Linked DNA regions of Hordeum vulgare: region 1 is linked to region 2. A link is a contact called in public Hi-C data. All regions are on one chromosome and are shown on one strand. The core of a region is the stretch at or near the end of the contact, and the rest is flanking DNA. Distances in the headings are between cores, read along the strand shown.

Region 1 (6,384 bases), core at 1,550-4,049, 580 kb before region 2:
ATGATTTCGTTTCCACGAGAGGCATGAATTTTCTTACTCGAAAGGCACATCCATGATTCTCGAAAACGGGAAAATATGCATTTTTTGTTTGATTTTTTTTCTTACATTAGAGGCACGGTTTTCCTTTCACGAAAGCCATGGCCGTGTCTCTCGAAAACGAGAAATAAACATGTTTATTGTTTTTTTTCTTTCATGCAAGGTACGATTTTGCTTCCGTGAGAGGTACGGCTTTGCTTTCGCGAGAGGCAAATCGGTGCCTCCTGAAAACAGAAAAACAAACGTGTTTTCTTCTTTTTTTTCCGCAAGAGGCATAGTTTTTTCGTTTGGTTTTTTCGTGAAAAAAGAGTTCGTCCAAACCTACCGACATGGATCTAGTTTTGAAGATCTTGATACGAGGAATCCGAAGATGAAAACGGTTCGAGATTTGAACGTACGATTTAAGAGATAAACTACTTTGAAAATAACAGTTCTAGAAAGAAAGAAAAACTCTCAGGTTACAACAGGTGACGGACATGTAGTACGCCCCTTGTTGCAACCTGAAAAAATGAATATAATCTTTGAAAAAAATATTTTTCAATTAATGATTTCACCTAATCGATGTTGTAAGCGCCGGGCTCCGGTCGCTCGCAGGCGGCCCATAGCGATCATGCCATATCAACCTGTGAATAAAAAGGTGATGTTACTTCGAGCAAAGTGGGAATCAATATCTACTCACCTAAGTCGAGTGCTTCGAGCCTTTCCGCTAGACCAGTCTCAGTTTGTTGCCTATGAGTAGGAAAGAATCCTATTTGACTTCTCTTTTAGTACAAATTACAAATTCAAAAATGTTCATGGATTTTGAACAAACGTTCATGATTTTTTTATAAAAAACTTAGCGAAGTTGAGAAAACATTCATCGAATTCCAAAAGAAGTTCAATAATTTGATAAGAGTTCATCGAATATGAAAAGAATCATCGATTTCAAAAATAGTTCATTGGAATTAAAAAAGTACACGAATCTAAAAAGAGTTCATCAATTTGAAAAAAAGAGTATCAAATTTCAAAAAAGTACATGAAATTTGAGAAAAGTTCATTATATTTCTAAAAGATCATGAATTTTAAAAAGTAAAAAAAAAACTTGAATAAAACCGCTCCAAAAACGACTAGCGAGTCTGTGAAAAAAGGTAGCTTCCCAAAACCAGGGAATCCCCGATTGAAGAGTGAAATAATATAAGCACTTAGAAAGCAGAAGTCCTTCGTTGGCCTAGTGGTTACGCTCGATTGCCTCGAAGGAGCTGGGTGCAGGTTTGAAGTCATGCGGCTCCATCATTTTTGAGCGTTTTAAACGAAAGAAAAAAGAAACACAAATGGGCCGAGCCCAGCTAACGCAAGCGCCGATTTGCAGAAACATGAGAAACTGGCCCTGCACCATCAAGTAAGGTTTGCCATGAAAACACTTGTACTTGTATGAATTAGGAGATACCTCTGTTTTTTTTGCTGGGTATGCTTTTTCTTTGTTTAATTTTTTTGTTGCAAGTAATATGTGTAGACATATTATTTCCCCTCCTTTCCTGTCTCAGCTTGGAACTTGTTACAGTTTCACTGATCTCAGAACTAGCAAACGTCAGATTGCCAACACTTCAACAACTAAACTGCAGCGGCCGGTAACAGCAAAGTTACGGACTTCAGGCTGCTAATTATTGTCCTTCCTGAGCAATTTTAAGATGCTCCATCTTATCCCCCCTTTCATACGGAAGCTACAAGGATAAGAGTTAATCAGATCCACTATTTGATATAGTCAACGGCTTTAGATTCATTATATACTCTTACCTTTTACATTAAAAGAGAGGGTAAAAGGAAGCATGTTAGAAAAACACGTCCTTGTTTGACCTCTTTCAATCTACCACTAGGGTTCACTTCAGGCACTCTTCAAACCTGCGGCGGCGGAAGCAGCAAATGTGATCATAGCGCACAAACAAATCTCTGAAACAAATGGTGTCTGCTAGCCAGCTAAAATGCTGGTAAACACACGGCTGAGGTTCTCCCATGGCTAGCCTAGCCTAAAAGTATCCCACTGGTAACCTCGCAAGGTCTGTCCACATGTTTATCTTGGTGATTAAGGAACTTTGAGCGCAGCAGCCACACGGTAACCAAAGCAGGGGGGCTGCTAAAAGATGAGGCCGATGGCTCAATCACAAAAGAAGTAAGGAGCTCAGAGTTGCGATCACCTCTGCCTTTAAATGGCGTGTGGGGAGAACACGGGACAGCGGGCAAGGGATAAAGAGCTTTTGGATCATGCATCTTCCCTAACACAAGTATAAGCTCAGAGGGGATAAACCCTCTTCTGCACGGATAAGGCTGATAACTGATTACCAGCAGCTGATTTTTCTTTCATTCACGTTACTACTTAAAACGCGTGACAGCAAGTTGAGCCTGCTGATTTGCATCCTGCAGTAATCCACTAATGCATCTGGCCTGAACTCAGTTCTTGAGGATGAGGTGAACTACCGGAAGACAGAATGTACGAACTACTCCCTTGTTTCTAAATACTTGTTGAATTAGACTGGTTCTCCCAACAACAAGTATTATGGTATAGAGGAAGTAGGAAGCAGGATGGAAGCTGCAGCAGGTCAGAGGTACAAAGTATAGACATGCGAACAGTTAGTAATAATACAAATAGTATTGATTATTGTAGTTCTGGTCCTCAACAAAGAAAATGATTGTTGCAATTCTGTCGTTACATGATCGCCACGCTATTAGCGCTGAGGCAGACACGTCGGTCACAGGTGGGACACGACTGGACATGCAGGGGCGAGTGAGAAAACGTGCATGTGCATGCGATCTACTCCTACATCGCACAATTTTTTAATGGGAGCAACGACGTGCGCTACTAAGTACCCTCGTTAAAAATATATTTTTCGATGCGCGTCAATAATAGATCCTTAAGGCATATACAACAATGGTCAGCTGTCTAGAAGGGAAGACAACTTGGATATTAAATGATGTGGACGAGAGAGAATGAAGGGAAAGAAATAATTCGTCGGTAGAATTACCAACGATCTGTAGTCCTGAAAATCTGATCGCTACATACGGCCTTCTACCATTGTATGGTGTGCCGTCTACAAAGCTGCATGTAACTGTCTCCTTAAACTGTGGATTAGTCTTTTACTCCTCCATATTTTAACGTGCTAAGCCCTTAGGACCCAAAGCGCTAGGTACCACTATCTCACGACAACGAAATAAAACCTTCGCTCGAAACATGTTCCTTTTTTCCAGAAAGGAACAAAAAAATTCATCAAAAATATAAAGCATCTTAATTTACATATAACAAAAACTCTAACCTGTTGCGGCCAAATAGTTATAAAGTGATTAAGAAATTCCAATACACGCAAGTTAAAGATAAAAATGACAACAAGATGACGACAAGGACGCCATCCACCCAAAGTTGAGAATGAAAACCCGAGGGGCAACACCTAACATAAAACTACTATTAATTGAATTGTGTTGCCTTGAAAATCACTCTAGCCCTAATGCACCAAACACACAAAGATATCGCCGGAGAGGGCAAGTATCTGCCCTCTGGTTGCGGGTTGTGGAGCTCCGAACATGAGAGGGCTACACGCGATCAACAAAGCCCTCGTAACGATGTTGCCCAAGGTTGATGGAGCAGATGAGTTGAAGGATTTCCGACCGGTTAGCTTGGTCCATGGGGCGGTGAAGATCTTTGATAAAGTCTTATCCTTGAGAGTTACTCACGACCTTCCTAGCCTTCTCGGAGGGCACCAGAGCGCCTTCGTCACAGGGCGGTCCGTCCATGACAACTTTATGATGGTTCAGGGCACGGCCAAGAAACTTCATTCTCTCAAGCAACCGACAGAAATTATCAAACTAGATATTTTCAAAGCCTTTGAGTCGGTGAAGTGGTCATTCGTGCTACAAGTCATTCAGGCCCTAGGCTTTGACAGGAGATGGATTGCATGGATAGCCGGCTTATTCTCCATCGCATAAACTCGGATCCTCATCAATGGCGTGCCAAGTGCACCAATAAGGAATAAGAAGGGGTTTAGGCAAGGCGACCTGTTGTCCCCTATGATGTTCATCATGATGATGGAACCCCTGCAGCGGTTATTTGCTCTCGCGGATAGGCAGGGCCTGCTCTCACCATTATCGAGAGCTCCAAACTAGCGGATCTCAGTATTCGCGGACGATGTTATGCTATTCCTGCAACCAAAGGACCAGGATCTACACATCTGCAATGCCATCCTCGGCTCGTTTGCAGATTGGTGAGGGCTACAGGTGAACAGGGCGAAGACATGTGCGATGCCCATCAGGTGCTCCGAGGAGCACATTGATAGGATTACGACCACGCTTGGTTGTGCTGTGGGAGTTTTTTCCTGCCGCTACCTTGGACTGTCGCTTAGCTTGTGGAAGTTAATGACGACGCAACTCGATGATCTGGTGGCCCAGGTAGCTCAGAAGTTGCCTTCGTGGAGTGAGGCCTCGCTGCCCAGGAACAGTAGGTTGGTGCTGGTTAAAGCGGCTCTTTGCGTCATTCCAGTTCACGCCATGCTCTCCATCCAGATACCGCCTAAGACAATCAAAGCTATCAACAAGATGTGTTGTGAATTCCTCTAGGATGGCGCGACGGAGGCTAACGGTGGTAAGTGCATGGTGGCTTGGAAGTCTGTATGCACTCCTAAGTGGGCGGTGGACTTGGTGTTCCTGACTTACAGTGGCTAAATGTCACGCTTCAGGCTAGGTGGCCATGGCTGCAGAAAACGGATGACTGCAGGCCATGGAAAGGGATTGATTTCAAGGTTTTGAATGATGCCAACAGGCTATTTCTGGCGGCTACATCTACCATGATCGGTGATGGCCGATCTTCTAGGAAGACAGGTGGATCAGCGGGTACACGACGCAAGAGATCGCGTCGAACTCGTATCAGCGTGTGCCTCGCAGAACGAGGAGGAATATGACCATCATGCAGGTGCTTACCGATGGTAGCTGGGCTGTGAGCGTTTGCCCAGACGTGGATGAGGGCACCCTTCGCGAGTATTTGACCCTTTGGTCGACGACTGTCATGATTCAACCAACGTTAGATTCGTAAGACAGCGTTAGATGGGCTTAGGAGGAAAATGGTCTCTAGTCTGATAGATCGGCTTATGTGGCAAATTTTGGGGGCCTCGTGAGGGCAAACTATGCGGTTCTAGCCTCGAAGTTCAAGGCGCATCTACAATGTCGCTTCTTCAGCTGGTTGGTCGCCAGAGATAGGTGGTGGACTTCGGACAGGTTGGCGCGGCGAGGGCTTCCCCACCAGGCAGCTTGCCTCTTCTGCGATCAGGTGGAGGAGACGATCAACCACATTATGCTAACTTGTGTCTTTGCCTGAACGGTGTGGAGCGTCGTGCTTGCGGCATTGGGCAAACCCGAATGGGCAGCATGCCAGGAGGACTCCATAGTGGACTGGTTCACGACGTGCTCGTCCGGCAGAGGGATGTCACCACCATGATCTCTTTGTGTCTTTGGGAGCTATGGAAGCATAGAAACAAGATCGTCTTCGAGGGATCATCACCATCAACGATGATGTTGATTGCTCGCATTGAGGCCGAGGGCAGAGCTTGGACGAGGGCTGGGATGTTTAGGCACAACATGGCAACCTTCGTGTCTGTGCTTGCTAGGTGGGCTAGTGCGAGTATTTAGGTCTTGGCCAGCCTTGTGAGGCATGGTGGCGGTGGTGGTGTTGTCAACAAATGTAAACACACGTAAACCTTGACCCCTCGTGGATGGGGCTCTTTCCCCCTCTCCTTCTTTAATGCATGATACGCACGCTAGTGTGTATTCTAGAAAGAGTACTGGAAAACATGTAAATTATAGTAGACAAACGAATCAACTCCATGTCGGAGCCAAAGGAGCTACACTCCAAGATCGAAGCAAGCCAAATGACGTCGACACACAACAATCAGATGACACCTGAACTCCCAGACGACGCCCCCAAGAGGGTAACATCAAAGCTTCGTCGTTGTCGAGCCCGAAACGATGAGTTGGCTTTTTTTACTTGGAATCTTGTCACGTAGAAGAAACCCACATTGATGCCCCCAAGAGGTAAGTGGCATCCGGATGCATCCACGGATGCTGAAGCGCGGAGCTTTCGCTAAGTCCCCGCGAGTGCCACTAGAAGAACCACCAAACCCCAACGCAGACTGGGGGAAGGGCCACATTACCTGCACAAGACCTCCAGAATCATATCAGACCAGGACGCCCCCACCTCATAAGCCATGAAGGTGTCAGGATCAACCACCATCCCTACCCTCGCTACCCAAATAGCTAATAGGAGGCGCCCCGTCAGCCAGACGCGCAACCACGCCATCCAGGGCCACCGCCCCTGCATCCAAGATTGAGCCACCA
Region 2 (6,464 bases), core at 3,059-5,558:
TGATCTAATTCAAAATTTAAAATTTCAAACATAGGCAAATAATATGTTTTTGAAAACTGCAGGAAAATGGTGATCTAGTGGAAAAATAATCAACCTCATTGGAGGTGTGGATCAAAAGTTATGAGCAAAACAAAATTGAAACTCTCTTTGTTTTTGGAATTAAAACAGAAAAAGAGGAGTACTAACAAACGGCCGAATCTTAACGAAAACTTCTTCGGCTAACCGTAAGTGAAACGAACTGGTTTGGTTTTTTTAAAAAGACCGAAGAGGTATCTCACAATCTAATCTCACGCGTACATCTAAGATCGGACGGCTATGGAGAGGGGATGGGGCTCACAGTGGGCTGGGAGTTATCTCCCGTGAGCCCGTGCTCCGACCGAATTTGGTGGTGGCCGGGGAAGGGGCTCCGGCGGTCAGCCGAGGTGGGGGAGAGGTCCGGGCGGCGGAGGGGATCTCCGGCGTGCTTGTGGTGGCGTCGGGGAGGTGTGGCGTGGCCAGAGGCGAGCAAGGGGACAACAGGGGGCGCGGGAGGAGCTCCCGGAGCTTCGGCTCTGGCGAGGTGGTGCAGGGGGTGGCTAGAGGCGGCGAGGCGGGGCGGTGGCGAGGGGAACGGAGTGTGGGGGACAGGGGGGGCTTTTATAGGAGGAGGGGAGGCCTCGGGAGGGAAAGAGAGGGAGATCCGGGAGGGGATCGGTCGGTGAAGGAAGGTCCGCCGAGGCTGGGCTGTCGGGCGAGAGAGAAGGAAGGGAGAGGGCGCGAGGGGGGGTAGCGGGTGACCGGTCGGGTGGGGGTTTCGGGCGGTGGGCCCCGGGCGTGTGCGAGAGGGGGCGCGGGTGGGTTCGGTCGGCCAACCGGTGCGGAGGGGAGGGAGATCCCGGGTCAGGCGGGGATTCGGCCTGATCTGGCCCGAGGAGTTAAGATGCGCTCAGGCGCTTTCCCAAATAAAAAAACTTTCTCGTTTTAGTTTTTTTGCAAAAAAAACAGCAAGTATTAAAAATAAAAAGGAAACAAAATAAATAATATAGGGGTATTATATACCAAATTTTTGAGAAAAATATTTCCTATTTGTTTATCATTTTTCCAAGACCAAAATAAAAACTTTAAAAAAATGTTTTTTCAGAAAACCCCTAAAGGTTTAATTTTCTTTTGTAATTATTTTCTCAATAAAAATCTGGTTTTCTTGGCTCAAAAATATTTCCTTGATTTTGGGAGGGTCATTTTCCTCCGCTCTTTCTTGCTTGCAAGAATTATTTTCGGGTATTTCTCGGGGAAGAAAAATAGAAATGCAAAAGCAAAAATTTGAAGAATTCAAATGCAAACTCCATTCAAATTCTTTATAGTTGAAGAAGTCATGTCATCTTCTCTCATTGTTTTTAATTGGATGAATTTGAATTTACCGGAGAAGGGGAAAGTCATTTTATTCCCTCTCATTCAAAAGTTTTTGAAAAGTTTCACTCAAGTTTTCAATTACACAAACAAACAAACAATTATATTAACATTCCAAAATTTAGGATGTTACAGATGTCACATAAGCAAAAAATATGACGTGATAACTAATTAATGAGAAGAGAGAGAAATTGAGTAACTTAGCTAGTTACTCATACTAGGAGTAACATAACGCATATCAAGACAATATGAGTTTAGGCTGGTCATAGTGGGGGTAACTAAGGTAGTATCATGTACTTGGAAAGAGCAAACATGCTGATGTGGCAGACAATTAAAGAAGAGACAGAGGTTAGAATAACATAGGTAGATACCGTAACATGTTAAATGCTATGCTACTATGTGTCATGCATGTCAATAAATGAGGTCATCTATGATACTAGTTTATGATACTATGCACTATGAAGGTACTATCATACAATAGTATCATATGCATGATACTACTATATGATACTCTCCACTATGACCAGCCTTACAAGCTAATAAATGAAAGATTCAATGTTACTACCCCTATGTTACTATCCACCGTGGAGTTTTAACTTAGACTAGTAACATATGCATGTTCCTACTCTATGTTACTCCCCATTTTGAGAAGTTTAAGGTTGGCCATAGTGGGGGTATCATAGCTAGTATCATGTACTTGAAACTAGCAAAACATGCTGATGTGATAAACAATTAAAGAGAGAGAGAGGGTTAGAGTAACATAGGTACATGTTGTATTATGTTAAATGCTATGCTACCATGCGTCATGCGTGTCAATAAACGAGATCACCTATGATACTAGTTTATGATACTATGCATTACGAAGGTATTATCATACAACATTATCATACGTATGATACTATTATATGATACCCCCCACTATAAATAGCCTAAGTTTCACATTGCTTCTCTAGATTAGAGTTAGTCTCTCCTATTGGTTAGCAACATGAGCGAGTTGCCTTTGGTGTGGTGTTTGATTCCTACCTAACGCTTTACTTATTACTACCATGTATAATAATTGAGAGGGTGCTTGGATACGTTTTAGTCCAATGACTAAAAGTAGCGTGACTAAAACTTGCGAGCCTTACCCATGCTTGGATTCAAATACTAAAGAGACTAAAATTAAGTTAATAAGCATTTATTATCCTCCAAACCCTCCAATCCAGAACTCGCATGTGTTAAAGGAGAGGAGTTAAATGAGGAGAGAGAGGACTAATCCATATTTTAGTAGGGGTACCCGTGACTAAAAGATTTTAGTCTCAAGACTAGTTTTAGCCTCTCTTTAGTCATGGGTGCTTGAAACTTTAGCCTCTTAAAGAGACTATTTTTAGTCCCTTGGATCCAAGCACCCTCTGATTAGAAGTGTACTACATTTTTATTGTATGACCCATCTTTCATTCTTACAAAGTGCCTAGGAGCACGTGCTATAACTAACTCTTAACCAAGGCTAGTTGTAATGGCAGTATAAGATCAAGTATAATAAGGTACAACCAGCAGACTGTAAGGACTCTTAACTAAGGCTAGTTGTAATGGCAGTATAAGATCAAGTATAATAAGGCACAACCAGCAGGCTGTAAGGATTAAAATACTATATTTTTGCTGAGTTGGATGAGAGAGAAGAGGAGAGAGAAGGGAACGGGCTCTTCGTGAAGAGCTAGCTCTAGCACGTGCTCCTAGATGCTTTGTGAGAATAAAAGGTGGACCATATATAATAAAAGTAGTACTCTTTTACAGCTAACTATTGTACAAGCTAGCTATAAGATGGACTACAAGATGGCTTATAGCCACCAGTTGACTATACTATTAACCATGCTCTAAGAGCATGGTTAATAATATAGCCAACAATCGGCTATAAGGAGTTGACATGTCATACAGAGTCAACCTAATAACTGGCATATACAATAGTAAGTTTTAGACGTGTACTACTTTAGTAATAGTTGGCCCACCTTACAATCTCACAAAGTGTCTTGGGTCTCGTGTTGCAGCTGGCTACTCACGAAGAGCCCGCTTCTCTTCTCTCTCCTCTCCTCTCTCTTCCAATTAAGCAAGAATATATATTATTTTAATTCTTATAGCCTGCTTATGTCACCTTATTGTACTTGCTCTAAGAGCAAAGACAATAATAGAGCCGGCTGCCGGCTGTAAGCTTATGCCATGTCACATATAGCTCATCTTACAACTAACATGTACAATAGTTGGTTAGAAGAGTGTACTACTTATTTATTATATGGCCCGCCTTTCATTCTTACAAAATATATGTCATTATACTCCACCAACATATATTTTGATATAGATGAAGTAATTTATTTTTTATAGCTAGCTCACTCAAACACTACTGTATTTGTTTTAAGCGGTATACAAATGCAAAGACGTGGATCAGGCCCACCCAGACCGGAGCACGACAAAGGGGCCGATTTTTTATAAATAAATATTTATATGGGCAGCGCGCTCGTGGCGGGGCAGGACAGTCAATTCCCCCCGACCCAAAACGCGAGGCCGCTCCCGCTCCCGCTCCCCGCGCAGGAGACGACAAGTCCAGCAAAAGCGTTTCCCCCGCCCCGCGCCACGTCACCGATCCGCGTGCAGGCACCCGTTGCTTCTTCCTTGTCCACCCTCCGATCCCCCGCCTCGCCATCCCCGCCGTCCGTGCACGTCACGCTCGGGTCTCCGTCCCCCGCACATCGATAAAGGCATTCAAAATAGGAAAGCTACATTTATATCGGCCGAAACTGCAGGATTCCTCTGACACGCCCGTGGTGCCCCCACCGCCAGGTGGTCCCGTCCAAGGATACCGCCCCACGCGGCCCACACGTCGGTGACCACGCGCGGAAACCCTAGGTCATACGCCGTCTGCCTCTGGTACACGCGGCGCAGCTCGCCCATTTCTTATCTACTGCCCCCGCCGTCCTCCCATCCTCCCCCGATCCAAATCCGAAAATTCCCCCCTCCCCGCTGCCCGCGCCCGCACTCTAGCTCTAGAGCTCGGCTCCACCGCCGTGGGCTCTAGCCGCCGTCGCTGCCATGGCGACCGAAGGGTCTCCCAAGTCCGGTGACATCCCGCCCTACCCCGAGGTGAGTTTCGCCCAGTTTTGATGCCCTGCTCCCGTGCTTTCCGCCGCCGTAGATTCGTCGCCGGCGTATTGTTTCCTTGTTTGGTAGATCCTTCCATTTGCCGGCCGCGGCCTGAGCGCCCCTGCTTCTCCTGGCAGATGATTCTCGCGGCTATCGAGGCGCTGGGCGACACTAACGGCTCCAATAAGTCGGCCATTTCCAGCTACATCGAGGAGAAGTACGAGGGCCTCCCTTCCGCGCACGCCTCCCTCCTCACGGCCAACCTAGCCAGCATGAAGGAGGCCGGCAAGCTCGCCTTCGTCAAGAACAACTACCTCAAGGCCGACGCGGTCTCCGCCACCCCGGCCAAGCGCGGCCGCGGCCGCCCGCCCAAGGACCCCAACGCGCCGCCCAAGCCCAAGCCGGATCCCAACACGCCCAAGCGCGGCCGGGGGCGCCCGCCCAAGGACCCCATGTCCGTCGCCGTCAAGGAGGCCGTCGCCAAGGCCACCACCGGCATGCCCAAGGGCCGCGGCCGCCCGCCGGGCCCCTCCGCGGCCAAGAAGGCCAAGGTAACCAAGGAGGCTGAGTCTCCGGCGGCCGCGTCTGGCTCCGCTCCTGCCAAGCGCGGCCGTGGGCGCCCACGCAAGGTGGCGGCTTGAGGCCTGCATGCTGTTGCCTTTCGGTCCGTGTATCTCGCCGTGGTTCCGACGGTGGTAAGCTCCTAGGTGTGACGGTGCTTGTTCGATTCGTGCTTCGTACTAATTGTTGTCTCGGCTTAGTTGCTCAGTATGCTGTAACCTGATCCAGATGAGTGTGCACAATGGATGGATGTATGGATGTTTTTAGCTTCGGTCGTAATAGTTGACTCTGCTGCTGAGAGTGAAGATGTTCATTTTTTTATCGCCATCTCTGTTGCTTCCGCATTATGATGAAGATGTTTGTCCTGTTCTTGTGTACTAGGTCACTGTCCCCTTGACTTGTTCTTGATTGTGGGCTGCCGCTTGAATTGTCACTTAGTGTTGAATTGTGGTTCAGCATGTCGTCGAAAGTTTGATTGTAGTGGTTGGGCGTTGATGTTTACTACTCTGTTCTGTTTAGTAAGATGATCTATAGTTCTCTTCTAGGTATATATGCATCATAGCACATTTTTATTTACAGAACATATTTATAGCTGCATCCTACAGTGGTACATACTAGCAATGTAGCTAGTTTGAATTTTGGTTTAGCCGGAGATAAAAAAATGTACTCCCTCTGTCCCAAAATAACTGTCTCAAAGTTTTACTAAGAGTAAGACACTTATTTTGGGACGGAGAGAGTACTGGCTAGTGTTCTGCTCTTATATAAGAGTGTTAGTTTATAGTATAAAGACTCACTATTAGGTATACATGCTTGAGGCTTAGCATTGTAGCAATTGGAATGAATTGATAATCTACTTTGCCTAAATAGCGTAATTGTTCACCATGTTTAGTAGTACTTACTTGGGATTGGGCTGATCGTCGCAAGTTAATCTGGTTACAAGTTTGCATATAGCTGTCAATAGATGCACCTGGTGGTGAAATGTTGCAGTTGATTGTACTCCCTCCGTCCCAAAGTTCTCGTCTTAGGTTTGTATATAGAAATAGATGTATTGAAATACTAAAATGTGACTAGATATATTCATACCTAACAAATCCAAGACAATAATTTTGATACAGCGGGAGTACTTCTCATGTTGCACTTTGTTTTGATGGCGACCTAGCTTGTATTTTCTTGTTTACTTGCTTGCATAGTGTTTCCGTGCTGTCAATGATATTGGCATGCGCTGTTCCCCTCGTTTTCCAGTAACTAGGCGCGCGTCTTTCGAGACGGGCCCTCTTTTGCCCTCCATTTTCGCCAAGAGCTTGATCTTTTGTTATGAATGGTTCTGGGGTGTCTCCTTCCGTGCTTCCATTGTTGATGCTTGGCGATCGGTTAGCTGCTTTGACATGACAAGCAGTTAACCTTAG

What was found. Hi-C and Micro-C count contacts between places; a contact is called where the count stands out from the background.
Region 1: a contact with region 2 is called in a Hi-C map of seedling, with 3 times the contacts expected there. The contact joins the enhancer-like site here to the promoter of LOC123396104 in region 2. A contact is called at or near these places in 1 of 6 Hi-C or Micro-C datasets (seedling) and 1 of 1 datasets of contacts at active chromatin or transcription factors (embryo).

Annotation. Positions count from the first base shown.
Region 1 is chr5H:425,351,731-425,358,114 of MorexV3_pseudomolecules_assembly, reverse strand. No RefSeq gene overlaps it. Among protein-coding and RNA genes, the nearest start is that of LOC123395598, 94 kb to the left of the region's middle. Within about 2 kb of position 2,799, at least 3 of the 3 cell types and tissues checked have open chromatin away from gene starts, as enhancers often do. A contact at or near this core is called in seedling, where this site is marked.
Region 2 is chr5H:424,776,679-424,783,142 of MorexV3_pseudomolecules_assembly, reverse strand. It overlaps LOC123396104 (HMG-Y-related protein A-like), which reads left to right and starts at 4,308. Exons shown (of 2, transcript XM_045091148.1): 1 at 4,308-4,497; 2 at 4,635-5,377. The coding sequence starts at 4,447. The coding sequence ends at 5,138. It also overlaps the pseudogene LOC123396816.